Regions from separate parts of the Sus scrofa genome. Here all the other regions are linked to region 1. Evidence: chromatin contacts called from public HiChIP or PLAC-seq and promoter capture Hi-C data. All regions are on one chromosome and are shown on one strand. Each heading gives the region's core, a stretch centred on a gene start, on an enhancer-like site or on the middle of the called end of the contact. The rest is flanking DNA. Distances are from core to core; before and after follow the strand shown.

The links. Promoter capture Hi-C pulls out the DNA fragments that hold promoters and counts their contacts. HiChIP or PLAC-seq counts read pairs in DNA pulled down with a chosen protein or histone mark.
Region 2: a contact with region 1 is called in an H3K27ac HiChIP or PLAC-seq map of alveolar macrophages. The contact joins the promoter of TGOLN2 here to the promoter of MAT2A in region 1. A contact is called at or near these places in 1 of 5 promoter capture datasets (liver) and 1 of 2 datasets of contacts at active chromatin or transcription factors (alveolar macrophages).
Region 3: a promoter capture Hi-C map of liver shows a contact between it and region 1, with 3 times the contacts expected there. The contact joins the promoter of ELMOD3 here to the promoter of MAT2A in region 1. A contact is called at or near these places in 3 of 5 promoter capture datasets (fetal liver, liver and skeletal muscle) and 1 of 2 datasets of contacts at active chromatin or transcription factors (alveolar macrophages).

What each region holds. Positions count from the first base shown.
Region 1 is chr3:59,222,638-59,227,421 of Sscrofa11.1, reverse strand. MAT2A (methionine adenosyltransferase 2A) reads left to right here and starts at 2,325. Exons shown (of 9, transcript NM_001167650.1): 1 at 2,325-2,415; 2 at 4,435-4,512; 3 at 4,609-4,731. The coding sequence starts at 2,325.
Region 2 is chr3:59,423,984-59,428,767 of Sscrofa11.1, reverse strand. It overlaps TGOLN2 (a long non-coding RNA gene), which reads left to right and starts at 1,978. Exons shown (of 4, transcript XR_298231.3): 1 at 1,978-2,387; 2 at 2,896-3,809.
Region 3 is chr3:59,398,956-59,403,739 of Sscrofa11.1, reverse strand. ELMOD3 (ELMO domain-containing protein 3) reads left to right here and starts at 2,547. Exons shown (of 13, transcript XM_005655213.2): 1 at 2,547-2,802; 2 at 3,969-4,137. It overlaps RETSAT (all-trans-retinol 13,14-reductase), which reads right to left and starts at 2,579. Exons shown (of 11, transcript XM_003124944.4): 1 at 2,202-2,579. The coding sequence starts at 2,370.

The DNA.
Region 1 (4,784 bases), core at 1,076-3,575:
TAAAGACTTTACCTGCAAGATTTTGTTCAATCCATGATGCAATCCTATGACAGTGCTATTGTTATTCCAGTTTTACAGACTGAAGACCCTGAGGTATAGAGAGGGTAAGTTGTTTGCTCAACACTTAATAAGCATCAGAAGCTTGACTCCCAAACCCCTATCCTTAACCATTAAATTACATCTACTAAGAACAAGGAATAGGTAAGCAAGTGTGAACAGCTGATTCTAATCTTTTTGGCAGGACCAGTCCCACTTGGAGGTGGTAGCATAGGGGTATCAGGGTTTAATGACCTAATCATTGAATTTATTCCCCTTGTTCTGACTCCATATTAATCAAATAACTTTTTCATTACATTCTGGCTTCCCATATAGATTTTTCAGCTGGAAAATAATGCAGTGACCAGCCTACAGATGCAATTCGTTTCAGTTGGGAATTTTATTACTCATTATAAATTAACAAATTGGCATTCTGCTTTAAAAGAAAAAAAGGTGAATTACTCTAAAACAAACAAACAAGAAATTATGAAAGTCTTACACAGCCATCTTTCCATGAAGTTAGTTTGGAAAATAGAAACAAATAAAAACAACATATATATTGTTCTTTTTGGGTGATTTAACCTTTTCTTGCTCCCTGTTTTGCGGAACCACGGTTGTGGTCATCAAGTCTAGAGATGAGCCCTTTAAGTTCTTTGTCAAAGCCCCTCGCATAGCCCAAGCGTTTCCATTGTTTCCTAATCGACAAACCCACCTGGCTTCCCGCAGGCCGTGGAGAAGACTGTTCTTCCGAATCTACCTAATTCTCAGAGCGGTAAGCTTGCTGCAAGGGTCTCCTTCACCTCCCCAGGGCAACATGCATCCTATCCGTAGAGCAGACGGTTCCCTAACAATATCATTAAACCCGTTGTTCTTGTGCTCTGGGCCACCGCGACAGCAACCGCCCCCCCTCCCCCCACCACACCCCGGACCCGGGTCCTGCTCCCGGGTGCCGCAGCCCCTGTGTGGGAGGAAGCGACATCTTCCGCCCGCCGGTTGTGGGCCCCTTCCAAACGGGGATCCATGAAATTGGTCCCCGGCTTCCTGCCCCTCGTTGGCTCAAGCTTGGTTTTGTTCTTTTTCTGTCTCTCCCTATAATTCCTTTAATGGGCAAAACTGACACAAACGCAGGTGGACATTTTAAAGTGAAAGCTTCAGGAAATGGACCATTTCACCTTGTAAAGAGATCTGCTGAATCACACACAAGGGATAGCCCCCCCCCCGCGCGCGCCCCATATTCAACAGTCTCTTGAACAGAAGACTGAGAAGACAACACTCTTAACATCGACTTTTTTCCGCCTCCGAGACAGGAAAGTCAGCAAGTGCAAGGTCAGTCTTGCGAGCAGCCTTTCTCCGACGGAGAAAAGGCAGGCGCCCAAGGGGCCGAGTGCGGCCTCCACCGTAGGGTCCGCAGAGGGTAAGGGCCTCTCTAAGAAACTCCAGCGCTGGGGGCGGAAGGGGGATCGCAGCCATTGAAATCGATACCAGAACTCTCATTATTCTGTTTTTCGGCCATTTTCACCACAGAACCATTAACCAAGAAATTACTAGCAACTGGACGGCCCCCCGCAGGACCACCAGCCGCCAGCAGCGAGCAGGGCAGGGAGGCATAAGGCCATGCGAAGGAGCGTACGCTGACCAGCAAAGATGGCCACTTTCACGTGGCTATGGGCTACTGGCTCCCTGTCACCCGGGCATCCCAAGGCCGGGCGGCCGGAAAGACCCTCGGGTAGAACCAGAGGACAAAACACCCGCCGATTCCCGCCACCACCGCTGGGGGGACGCGACCTCGCGGCCGGAGAGCCCGGGCCAACGGTCGGAAGGGAGGTGCCAAGTCACAGCAGGGGGGGAGCAGGCCCGTAAAGCCCTCGTCGGTCTTCCTCCCACATCGAACAGGGAAACGTGAGATGACCCAATACACTCGTCTTTCTCCTCACCCCTTGTTATCAGTGCCTAAGACGGCGAAATATCTGTAGGAGGGGCGCGTTACCTCCGCTCCCTTCCCCTGCCTGGCAGAGTGGTTTGGCCCGAGCTCCCCTCGGCGCACCGCCCCTTTCCCCCTCCCGCCCCCGCGCGAGTGGCGCATTGGCGCGCGGCACCGAGGGGCGGGGCCCGGGCCGGGCGCGCGCGGGCGCCCTGTATAAATACTGGGCCGCGCCAGCCGCCGTCTCGTTCGCTCCGCGCCGCCCGCCTGCGCCAAGAAGAACGCGGTGTTCTGCTCGCGCGTCTCGCAGTATCCTCCTCGCTGCTCTCTTTTCTTCTCAACGCCATTTTCACTCACCGCCACCGCCATGAACGGACAGCTCAACGGCTTCCACGACGCCTTCATCGAGGAGGGCACGTTCCTCTTCACGTCCGAGTCTGTAGGGGAAGGCCACCCAGGTGAGGTGACCGGGCCTGGGGCGAAGCGAGGGGCGGGGCCTGGCCGGAGGGACCCGTTGCCCGCGGTGCCCACGCTGGTGGCCCTTGCCCGACGGGCGGCTGGCAGAGTGGCGGCCGCGCGCTTTCCTCGTGGCGCCGGCGGTACCGAGCGCGTGGCCGCCGCTCCCCTCCCCCTTCCTCTCCCCTCCCTCCCATCCGGCCGCGCGCCCCGGCATGCGGAAGATTCCAGAAAATGAGAAGGGCGGGGGCCGCGGCGGCTCGTGCTCTAGCCGGGGAGGGCACTAGTTTCTCTTCCCCGCCCTGCGGGCCGAGCTCCTCGAGTGGGTGGCCCGCCCCGCGTGCTCGCGTCCAGCCCGCGGGAGCGCGCGCCCCGCATTGCAGCCGCAACCACGTGTTGGCCGCAGCGTGTGGCTTCTAGGCTAGGGAGCCGGCGGGCGACATCGGCGCCCGGGGCCTCGGGGCGTCTGCTCTTCTCATTAATTCTTGGTTCCGGGCAGAGCCACGCTTTAGAATGCGACATGCCCGTACGCGGTATATGGCCTTGCGTCAAGGTGACAGCCTCCTACTAAATATAGCGCTTGGCGGAGGAGGCCTGCCTTATTTGGACAGTGCGTGAAAAGGATGGGAAGCATGAATTAAAAGTGTAAGCTGCCATTGCGTTGGGTTTCCTTTTAAAGTCCTCGGGGCTGACCGTTAGGCAAGGTTTTTCTCCACATGTCCTCCGGGCTTTGTCCACCAGTCCGCCATCATGGGCATCACTTTACACGTGAAAGAGTGAAGATTTTTCAGGAACTTTCGATCTCAGCCAGAAAACATCACCTGCTGAAGATCATTATTTTACTAAACTGATCCAGCTCATTCTTAGAATGACCACAGTGACAGATTTCTAGTCCGATGGCTTAAGGATCCATTTCTCTAGTAAGTCCACTGTGCCGATGATGCAATCCCAGGAGCAACCTCCTGGTATACCAGAGGACAAACCCTGAGATCCTGATGAGTGAAGGGCAGGTGTGATTTGGGTGGTTTTGCTTTTCTCCCCAGTGCTGAGACTTAACGTGTATTTGTCCCACCTTTTATTAATTGAAAGTCACAGGCCTATATAAATAGATTATCTTGGGCCTCTTGGCTTGAGTGCAGTGCACATTTTGCTTTTTTTTTTTTTTTTTTTTTTGTATGGCTATGGAAAACTTAGGTGTTGTTTGAAGGGTTATTTCTGCTCCTCCTAATTTTTAATAGAGGACAATACAGTGGGGGGGGGATCAACTAGGATTCAGAATATATCTGGAGATTTTCTGGTCTCAAATTGCTCCTGAACTACTCTTAAAACGATTGCTGTTTCCCTTTGTTCATAAAATGTCCTTGTTTTCATCACTTAACTCTTTAAGTGACATTATTTTTCATTGCCCTTCTTTAGTGTTAGGGAGACCTTGGTAAGATAAATAGTTCACTTTTATGGTTGGTTGATTTACAGTGCAGATTTTAAATTGGGGGAGGGTAAAATTTTTAAGTACTGTTGTCTTTGAAAATTAATAATGTAAAGTCACTATACTTTTGCATGGAAGAGGAACCACTTATTTCTGCTTTCATGTGATCACTCTCAATTATGTGGCTGTTCTATTTAATAAATTATTTTTGTCTGGGAACTTTCTAAGTCCTCAAAATACTTTGAGAGACCTTACACCTTGTAAGGTGTAAAAAGTGCATAAATCACAATGAGTTTAAATGTATTAAACATGGGAGGTGTTCTCCTGGCTTAACTGAATTGGTGGTCTTGTGAGGCTACAAGGAAACATGTAGCCCTATATCCAGCATTTATTCTTCAGGCAAACGGTTTCTGCAGAAGCAGTGCTTTATTTAAACAACAGGTATAGCAGTTAAGATTTCCATACATTTTGCCACAATTTTTTAAAGAAAGCTCTTAGAGATTTTCATAGCTGTTGTTATAGGGAAGGGGATATGACATACTTACATTTAATAGTCAGTTACATTGAACCAGGATTTTTTTTTTTTTCTTATTAGATAAGATTTGTGACCAGATCAGTGATGCTGTCCTTGATGCCCACCTTCAGCAGGACCCTGATGCCAAAGTGGCTTGTGGTAGGTTCAGAACACTGCTTTTTCAACTGATGAAAAGGTAACAAGAAAATTACTTGATAAAAGTGATTTTTGAGTGTGATCCTCTCTTTTTATTAGAAACTGTTGCTAAAACTGGAATGATCCTTCTTGCTGGGGAAATTACATCCAGAGCTGCTGTTGACTATCAGAAAGTGGTTCGTGAAACCATTAAGCACATAGGATATGATGATTCTTCCAAAGGTATGTTTTATGAGTTCAGCCCTCTCTAGCTCTGTCTAGAGTGTTACTAGAAA
Region 2 (4,784 bases), core at 729-3,228, 200 kb before region 1:
TTAGAGCCTACCATTTCAAAAACCACGGTCCACAAATTACCTACCTTGGCCAATGTTCATAAAATGATATCGAGCAATAATTAATGTATAATTGTAAAAGTAATTTTAAACCATGGATACAAAACTATTTACCCAATGATTCCAATTACAGAGAAAATGATTATGCATAGCGAATCCTATGAAAATACACTAATTAAGAAGGGGAAGTTCCCACTGTTGCTGAACAGGTTAAGGACCTGACTTGCAGTCTCCATGAGAATGAGCCTTTGATCCCTGACCTCATTCAGTGGGTTAAGGATCTGGCATCTGCAAGCTGTGGCATAGGTCTCAGATCCAGCTCAGACCCAGTGTTGCTGTGGCTATGGTGTGGGCTGGCAGCTGTGGCTCAGATTTGACCCCTAGCTGAGGAACTTCCATGTGCCAGAGGTGTGGCCCTCAAATGAAAGAAAGAAAAGAGGAGTTTCCATCATGGCTCAGTGGTAACGAACCCAACTACTAACCATGAGTATGCGGGTTCAATCCCTGGCCTTGCTCAGTGGGTTAAGGATCCGACCTTGCCCTGAGCTGTGATGTAGGTTGCACGTGCAGCTTGCAGCCTGCATTGTTGAAACTGTGGCGTAGACCAGCAGCTATAGCTCTGATTTGACCCATAGTCTCAGAACTTCCATAAGCCCTGGGTACAGCCCTAAAGAAAAAGAAAAGAGGAGTTCCCGCCATGGCGCAGTGGTTGACGAATCCGACTAGGAACCATAAGGTTGCGGGTTCGGTCCCTGGCCTTGCTCAGTGGCTTAACGATCCGGCGTTGCCATGAGCTGTGGTGTAGGTTGCAGACGCGGCTCGGATCCCGTGTTGCTGTGGCTCTGGTGTAGGCCGGTGGTTACGGCTCCAATTAGACCCCTAGCCTGGGAACCTCCATATGCCGAGAGAGCGGCCGAAGAAATAGCAAAAAAAAAAAAGACAAAAAAAAAAAAAAAAAAAAGAAAAAGAAAAGAAATGAGAAGAGAAAGTAAACAAGAAGAAGAGGGAAAATAAGTACATTTGTATTTAAAAAAAAAAAAAAAGATGGAAACATGTGGAGAGGTAGGAAGCAAGAATTTCCCATTGTTTACTTTTCCAAAAATCCCGTTTTGATGTTTCAACCAACAGTCTATATTACTTAATCAAAAATATTAAATGTTTGCAAGACAAATACAGTAAAATGAGAGCGCCCCTGTAGTGCAGGGGGTTAAGGATCCAGCGTTGTCACTGAAGCGGCTTGGGTCACTGCAGTGGCTTGAGTCACTGCAGTGGTAGGTTTGATCACTGGCCTAGGAAATTTCCACATGCCAGGGGCATGGTCAAAAAATAAATAAATAAATAAAAAGCATACAGTAAAACAGTAGTGATCATGCCAGAAAGGTGGAACAAAGATTTTCTACTTCTACACATTCAGTGAATTTTCTACAATGAACATAATTAAGTTCTTCCATCAGAAAAAGGATGTACTGTTTGTTTGTATGTTTGTTTTGTTTTTTAGGGCCCTCACCCACGGCTTATGGAAGTTCCCAAGCTAGGGGTCAAATTCGAGCTGCAGCTGCAGGTCAACACCACAGCCACAGCAATGCAGGATCTGAGTCTGCGACCTACACCACAGCTCACAGATCTTTAACCCACTGAGCAAGGCTAGGGTGGAACCCGCATCCTCATGGATACTAGTTGGGTTCGTTACCGCTGAGCCACGACTGGAACTCCCAGGATGCACTTTTTAATGAGAGAGCTTTGGCGATGGCGAAAGGCACAGGTTCCATGGAGCTAGAACTGAGGGGAGCAGGGTCGGGAAGGCTGCCGCTAAAAGGTGACAGGCTAGGTTTCTCTTTCCAGATTCCCACACGTTTGTGTCCTGCAGGAAAAAAAACTAAAAAACAAACAAAAAAACACAAGAAAGGTAGAAGGCAGAATTGCGGGCAGAGGATAGGGCCAAGAGGCGCCCGGCCCCCTGCGACGTCACTCCGTGGGGCAGTCCACCCGCCGGGGGAGCTCCTGCTCGTCCGTACTGTCTCGTCATCAGGAGGGCAAAGAAGGAAAGGGAGAGTGACGGTTTGCTGTGGCTGCTATTAAGCAAAGAAACCAGAAAAAGAGAGAGACGCCTTTAACGGGCGACAGCAGACACGCCACGGAGAAACGCCGTCACCGAGCTAAGGAAACGGGGCTCTCTTGGAGCACCCTGGCCTTTTCCCAAGCCCCGCCCCCTGTCTGGGCGGGGCTGCAAGAGACTTGAGCCGGAAGGGACGGAGCGGTAAACACTGAGTCTGCGCGCTCATCTCGCGACAGCAGTAGAGGGCGGAAGTGCAGTCTGTCCAGGATGAGGTTCCTGGTTGCGTTTGTCTTGCTGAGCGTCGCAGCGGAGGGTAAGACCCCCCCCCCCTTCTAGTAGCCTCTCGTCATCTCACTCTCGCCCCCAGGCCCACCATCCTCACCGGTGGGCAATCTGACCTTACTTTCTCCCTGCCCGGCTGTCGTCATCCTTCCGCTCACCATCACCCCCTCCCCTTTTTGCCGGTTGAACCCATCTAAGGATTCCGTTCTCCCCGCCTGCCTCCCTCTCTCACTTTTTTTTTTTTTTTTTTTTTTTTTTTTTTGTCTTTTCTAGGGCCGCGGGTGCGGCATGCGGAGGTTCCCAGGCTAGAGGTCTAATCAGAGCTGTAGCCGCCGGTCTACGCCACAGTCACAGTCACAGTCACGGATCCGAGCCGCGTCTGCGACCTACACCACAGCTCCCAGATCCTTAACCCACTGAGCTAGGCCCAGGGGTCGAACCCGCAACCTCATGGTTCCTAGTCCTATTTGTTAACCACTGAGCCAGGACGGGATCTCCCACGCCTGCCTTTCTTTAGCTAGCTGGTTTCTCTGTTTCAGACTCCGTGCCGTCAAGTTCTGTGCCAGCCTCCACAATACCCACTCTGAGGGTAAGTCAGTCTACTGGAGACTCCAAGCTCGTAACCGCAGAACTGCCTTCTCAGTCAGACAAAGTAGACAGATCCATTCCGAAACAAAACACCGGGGAAGTCAGCCCTGACAAGTCGAAACTGGAGCCAAACACCACGAATGACAGCCCTCACAAATCGAAATCTCAAGAGCATATCACGAATGTCGACCATAACAACAACACAAATGTTGACCCTGGCAAGTCGAAAACGGAGCCGCACTCCACGAATGACAGCTCTGACAGAGCGACATCTGAGGACCCTGCTGTGGATGGCAACCCTGACAAGTTGGAACTGAAGCAGGACATCACGAATAATGGCTCTGGCAAGGGGAAATCTGAAGAGCATACTGCCACAATTGAGGACCCTAGCAAACTGGAACTGGAGCAGCTTTCTTCCAAAGACCACTCCGGCAATCCAATCTCCAACCCCTCTTCTGATAACAAGGAGCCTGCTGTAAATCCATCAGCTGACAAAGCTCTGCAGTCTCCTAGAACTAAACCTGTGGAAAAAGGATTACTGGACTTGGACTCCTCTTCTCCCCAGCAGGAGGGAGAAGGTAAGTCTTTAGAGCCAGCTGAAGTTGTGGAGCCCAAGGAGACTGAAGAAGGGGATACAGAGCCTGAAGAGGATATACCACCCAAAGAAGAGAAAGAAATGCCTGGCCCTGCCTCCAGTGAGAACCGTGAAGGGGCACTTTCGAAACCCTTGGATAAGGAGAAGGATGACGTTTATAAGGATAATCTTGGAAATGCCAGTGCAGAGAGCAGCCACTTCTTTGCATATCTGGTGACGGCAGCCATTCTCGTCGCTGTCCTCTATATTGCCTACCACAATAAGCGGAAGGTAAGTCCTGAGTTGCCTTAAGAAGAGGAGTGGGATGGGATTTCCTCTACCCTGAAAGCGTGGTGCATGAGTTTTCCATCACTCGTCTGCCTGTAAGCACTGGGAATTTAAAAACAAACTTCAGGAGTTCCCCTTATGGCTCAGCGGTAACAAACCTGACTGGTGTCCATGAGGATGTGTGTTCGATCCCTGGCCTCACTCGGTTAAGGATCCAGTGTTGCTGTGAGCTGTGGTGTAGGTCACAGACATGGTGCAGATCTGGTGTTGCTGTGGCTGGGCTGTAGACTGGCAGCTGCAGCTCTGACTCGATCCCTAACCTGTAAACTTCCATATGCCACCTGTGTGGTCCTAAAAGAAAAATATGAAAAAACAAAAACAAAACTTCAGTTTTCTCAGATCCTGCTGGGGCGCTTTGCTCTTCTTTTAGAAATCATTTGTTTTCAGCACTGTTTCCTGAGTACCTGCTACTGTTGCGTCAGGTGCCCACTTTGGAACGTTATTGTGACCCGACCCGAATTAGGGTGTCATCCCAGACTTCCATCCTTTGCAACTTGAGGGGACCTGTGTACCTGACAGTTCATAAAGTAATTCGAGCACTCGCCTTCCTGTTTCCACTCTCAAAAAGACAGTGCTTCCTGTCTTTTCATTATTTCTAGCTTCCTTTCCCAAGCTTTCATCTTCAAGGGTTGCCTAGTCTTTAGCACCAACAGCAGAGTGCCCAGGGACTCTCTTCTGTGGTCATTTGAGTTTCTGATTAGAAGAAAGGCCAGAGATTGCCTTATTGCACGCGTCTTCTGCTTTGGCAGCATTTGTTCTGTTGCTTAGTAACCGCTAACAACAAAATGATTTCTTATGAGTCCTAAGAATTTATTTTTCTTAGGCAGGGTTAAAATTGAAGGGTTCAGTTTATGATAGCCATCCTGTTGTGGCTCTGTGGATTAAGAATCCGACCAGTATCCATGAGGATTTGGGTTC
Region 3 (4,784 bases), core at 1,298-3,797, 180 kb before region 1:
TGAGCTTCTCAGGCAGGGGCCATGGAAGAGCAAAGATGAAAACTCTAGAGCCCTTTGGCATGGAGCTCCCTCACTAAAATACCCAACCATTTTACCTGGGAAGAACTCAGGACCAGCCAGGGAGGTGAAACAAAATGATCCGGTTTGATCCGAACTGACACAACCAAAGCTACTATGTAGCCGGGGATTTTCCCTGCTTTCTGTTCTTTTCTTTCTTTCCTTTTTTTTTTTTTTTTTTTTTCCTAGGGCCACACCCGCGGCATATGGAGGCTCCCAGGCTAGAGGTCCAATAGGAGCTGTAGCCACCAGTCTATGCCAGAGCCGCAGCCACTCTGGATCCGAGCTGTGTCTGCAACCTACACCACAGCTCATGGCAACGCCGGATCCTTAACCCACTGAGCGAGGCCAGGGATCAAACCTGCAACCTCATGGTTCCGAGTTGGATTCATTAACCACAGAGCCATGATGGGAACTCCTATTTTTCTCTTTTTCTTTTTCTTTTTTTTTTTGTCTGCCCCCTTGGCATGCAAAAGTTCTCAGGACAGGGATTGAACCCCAAGCCACAGCAGTAGTGACAGTGCCGGATCCTTAACCCACTGAGCCACCAGGGAACTCCTTCCCTACTTACAAAGAAAGTAAGAATCCATAAACTACTATAGGAACCAAAAAAGCTGACAGCAATAGAGGCTCAGAAACCTAAGTGCAGACAGAGAGAGAGCTAGGAAGAAAGGAAACAGGAGGTGGGGGCCAAGAATACCATGGGGCAGGCTTCTGGCACAAGGAACAGGCCATCCACAAACAGGTTATTGTTGGAAAATACAGGGTCTGCAGGTGGCAGAGGAACAGCCCAGTCATATGATGGTTCTTCCAGATCTGGATGCAGAGGCCTGGGCAGGACAGAACTGCTCTGAAAAATCACAGCACTGCCCCCTCACACTGGGGAAGCCTGGAGACAGGGTTGGAGGAGGCTGCACCCAGGCAAGACAAAATTGGATGGCATGTGGTGCCACATGGGCACTTCGTACACAAGATCGCTCCTGAAGAACTGAGTTTTGGAGTTTTTCAAGCTGCTAGAGAGCTTGGTAAAATTTTAACTTTATAAACGTTCTTAAAAGGATCTATAACGAGAAATACACTTCCTATCACACCCCAGGACATGTGTTAGTATATAATATAAACACCTGAAATAGAATTTTCACATTATTTGCCAGAACTGCATAGGAGGCATTTTGATATTTTCCATTCTACTGCATTCAGAAATACTAGTCACAACTCACCAAACTGATTTCAAGAGCCACTAAGAGATCACAATCCGGTTTGAAAAACAGTTGAAACTAGTCATCTCATTTTCTTTCTTTTTTTTTAAGCAGCAGAATTCTTTCTTTAAGCCCTAGTAGAAACCCTCAAATACTTTTTTTTTTATCGTCTTTTGTCTTTAGAGGCTGCACCCGAGGTATATGGAGGTTCCCAGGCTAGGGGGTGAATCAGAGCCGCATCTGCAACCTACACCACAACTCAGGGCAATGCCAGGTCCTTAACCCACCGAGCGAGGCCAGGGATTGAACCTGTGTCCTCGCAGATACTAGTTGGGTTCATTAACTGCCAAGCCACGACAGGAACTCCTTTTTTAGCGTGTGTTTGTGTGAAACCCTCAAATACTTTTTGAACATAACAGTGCAGGTCCTCTGGTCAAGGGCAGCTCAAAGCCTGAAGGCACCCCGTTGAACCCTGGTTCATCACATGAGAGCCAATCAAATCACTTGACGGGCCAAATGCAAGTTCCTATAAAGGTTTCTGGGCCACTCTCCCACGTCCTGGAACTCATGTTGGAAGCCAAGTGAAAAAAATTAAGGTCTTCAAGCCAAGTGGGGGAAAAGGTCTTCTCTCTTGTTTAGCCGTGCCTAACCACGGCTATACTAAGTGGCTGGCCCTGCATGTGGCTATGCCAAGACTGGTTCGCCGAGGTCAGTGCCCGCGCCTTGAGACCACGATTCCACAAGTCTGCGGGGGTGAAGGCTCTCGCAGGTGGTGGATATGCACACTAAAGCAGGCGCCTCCACCTGCAACAAAGCCCTCCCCGCACTTAAATCTCGGGAAACTAACGCCGGGGTCGCGCAGCGGCTGGCCCTGCGGAAATAGGAACACTAACCCGCAAGGAAGTGCGGGCGCAGCCTCGGACCCCGGGGATCCCTCCAGCTGACCTTGTTTGAGAACCTTCTTCCTGGCTTCCTTGTCCGTCACGAGGGGTGCGGGTGGCCTCTTAACGTCCTCGGAGAAGGGGTTCGGAGAGCTGCCTGCAAACAGCCACTTGTAAACTTGGCCGAGGACGGCCAGCAGCAGCGCAGCCAGCAGCAGCAGCGACAGCCACATCGCGCCGGCTTCAGGTGTGGGGAACCCGTCTGCTCCGACTGCGGCCGCGGCTCTGCCCAATTAGCCTGTTGCCCCACAGAGTAGGCGGAAATAGCTTTGGCCGCTGATGCGCCCAGATCTTTTGGCCAGAGACCAAGTCTCCAGCGCAGATTGACCCTCCCCGCTCCTCGTACTTCCTTCGCCTGCTGTGCGGAGGGCCGTGCGCATGCGCGGAGGTGGGGGGCAGCGGGGCTGCGGACCCCAATTGCGAAAACGCTGGGAACTCGGGGACCCGCCCGGCCGCCCCGAGGGTCGGAGGAGGAGGAGGAGGAATGTAGGGTGGAAATGATCTTCCTGGGCGGAGGTAAGGCTGAGCGTTGCAGGACAGTGAGAGGCTCCCGACTAGCAGACAGGAGACCTGGGTTGTGCTGAGAACTCGCTGGATGACCTGAGGCAAGTTGGTTTCCTATTTTCCCCACCGAGCAGTGAGAAAGTTTTTGTCTGGAGTCCCTTTGCAGCCCCTGTCTGGGTGTCTCAGTGGATTGAGATCTTATTTGAGATCCGTTCACCGCAGCTGGCGAGCACCCGGCTCTGTTCCGCCCAATTAAGCGACAGCTTTGGCCGCGGCGCTCTCTTGGGATTGGCGTTGCTTCTGGTGGGGGCTGGAGAGGGCGGGGAGCCTTCAGTGACAAGCCTGATGAAAAGACTGCCTTAGGTAGGTGCAACTTTGTAACTTCCAATCCTTATATTTAAGGTGTGGATCCAATTTCTAGATTAAACAGTTAGAGGGTTTAAGCTCTAGCAAGCTTAAACTTAAAATCATTCCCCTTAATGTAGCTCCTTGCCTAAAGGGAATGTACTTTAACCTATGCTATGTACCGTAACATAAACAACAAGGGCTTTCTGTATAGCCCAGGAAACTATGTTCAATATTTTGTAATAACGTATAATGGGAAAGGATCTGAAAAGTAACATATACACACATATATGTATACATAAATACACATATGTACAGATATAAAAATATACTGTATGTATATATATGTGTGTGTGTATATATATATATATATATATATATATATATATATCTGAATTACTGTGCTGTTCACCAGAAACTAACACAACACTGTAAATCAAGTATACTTCAATTTTTTTCTTTTTTTTCTTTTTAGGGCACTACCCTCGGCATATGGAAGTTCCCAAGCTAGGGGTCGAATGGGAACTCCACCTGCTGGCCACGGCCACGGCCATGGCCACAGCCACACCAGGTCCAAGCGGAGTCTTTGACCTACACCACAGCTCAAGGTAATGCCAGATGCTTAACCCACCGAGCAAAGCCAGGGATCACACCTGCATCCTCATGGATGCTTGTCGGGTTCATAACCCACTGAGCCACAACGGGAACTCCTTATACTTCAATTTAAAAAAAAAATTTTTTTAATTAAAAAATTTAAGTGCGTGCAGCATAAATACTGAATTTGGAAAGGATCCATCATTACAGAAAGGCCATTTCCTCAGGCCCAGGTGTAAGAAACTTGCCTAATATCGGTAGGAGTGACTTTGTAACTTGGAGTCCTTGCTTGTTTGACAGTTTCTACTCCTTTTCTCTTCTGTTACAGATAGTAACTGTCCCTATTGAAGCCCCTAGCCGGGTTCCAGCCAGAACTAAGGCGCTAGCAGACATGTAAAGCTGGTCATGCTTCTACACTGCTTGATTCATTTCGAGCCCAGTAACAGAAGAGCCTTCCTGAGACTACTGTCACCATACCTGCCTGTCCGCTTCCCGAGGTTAGCTGATGTGTGAGTGTTTTGCCGTATGCTGTCGTGGAGGTCAAGGGGGAGGGACAGGAAAGGGAGGCAGATGCTGAGACTCCAGAGGACACAGAGAGAGCTAGTTCCTGAGGTGCCATGATGGAGGGGCACTGCCCTCTGCCACTCCCACCCCCAATCACAATGAGCCAAATGCCCAGCCCAAGAGCTGGGAGGTGTTCCTGCTCTTGGTGTTAGGAAGCAGTGTGCCCTGCCCCGGACAGAGTCCGTTTTGTTACTGGCAGCCAGTTTGTAGGAAATCCAGACCATATTCTCCCAGTGGAAGGCTGACCAAAGCAACACTGCCCTCCTTCCTTAGTCAACCAAGTCTGTGAGGTCTGACTGTCAGTTGTAGGTGGGCCACCTGCCCCCTTGCCCAGATTTTTGTTGATAGGCGTCCATGATGGTCAGTTCCTCCATGATGAGGTGTGGGCCTGTCCAGCCCTCTTTCCTAAGGTAGACTCGTGGGAGGCTAGGCAGCTGCCACCTGTCTAGTATGGGTGTTAACTGGGGAAGGGTAGGCATTGTGTTGTGTTTTGAGTTTTTGCCATGGCAGGAGCCACATCTAGTGTTAGGCTCACCCTGTGTCTGAGACTACAGCAAAGCCTGAGCACCATGGCAAAGAC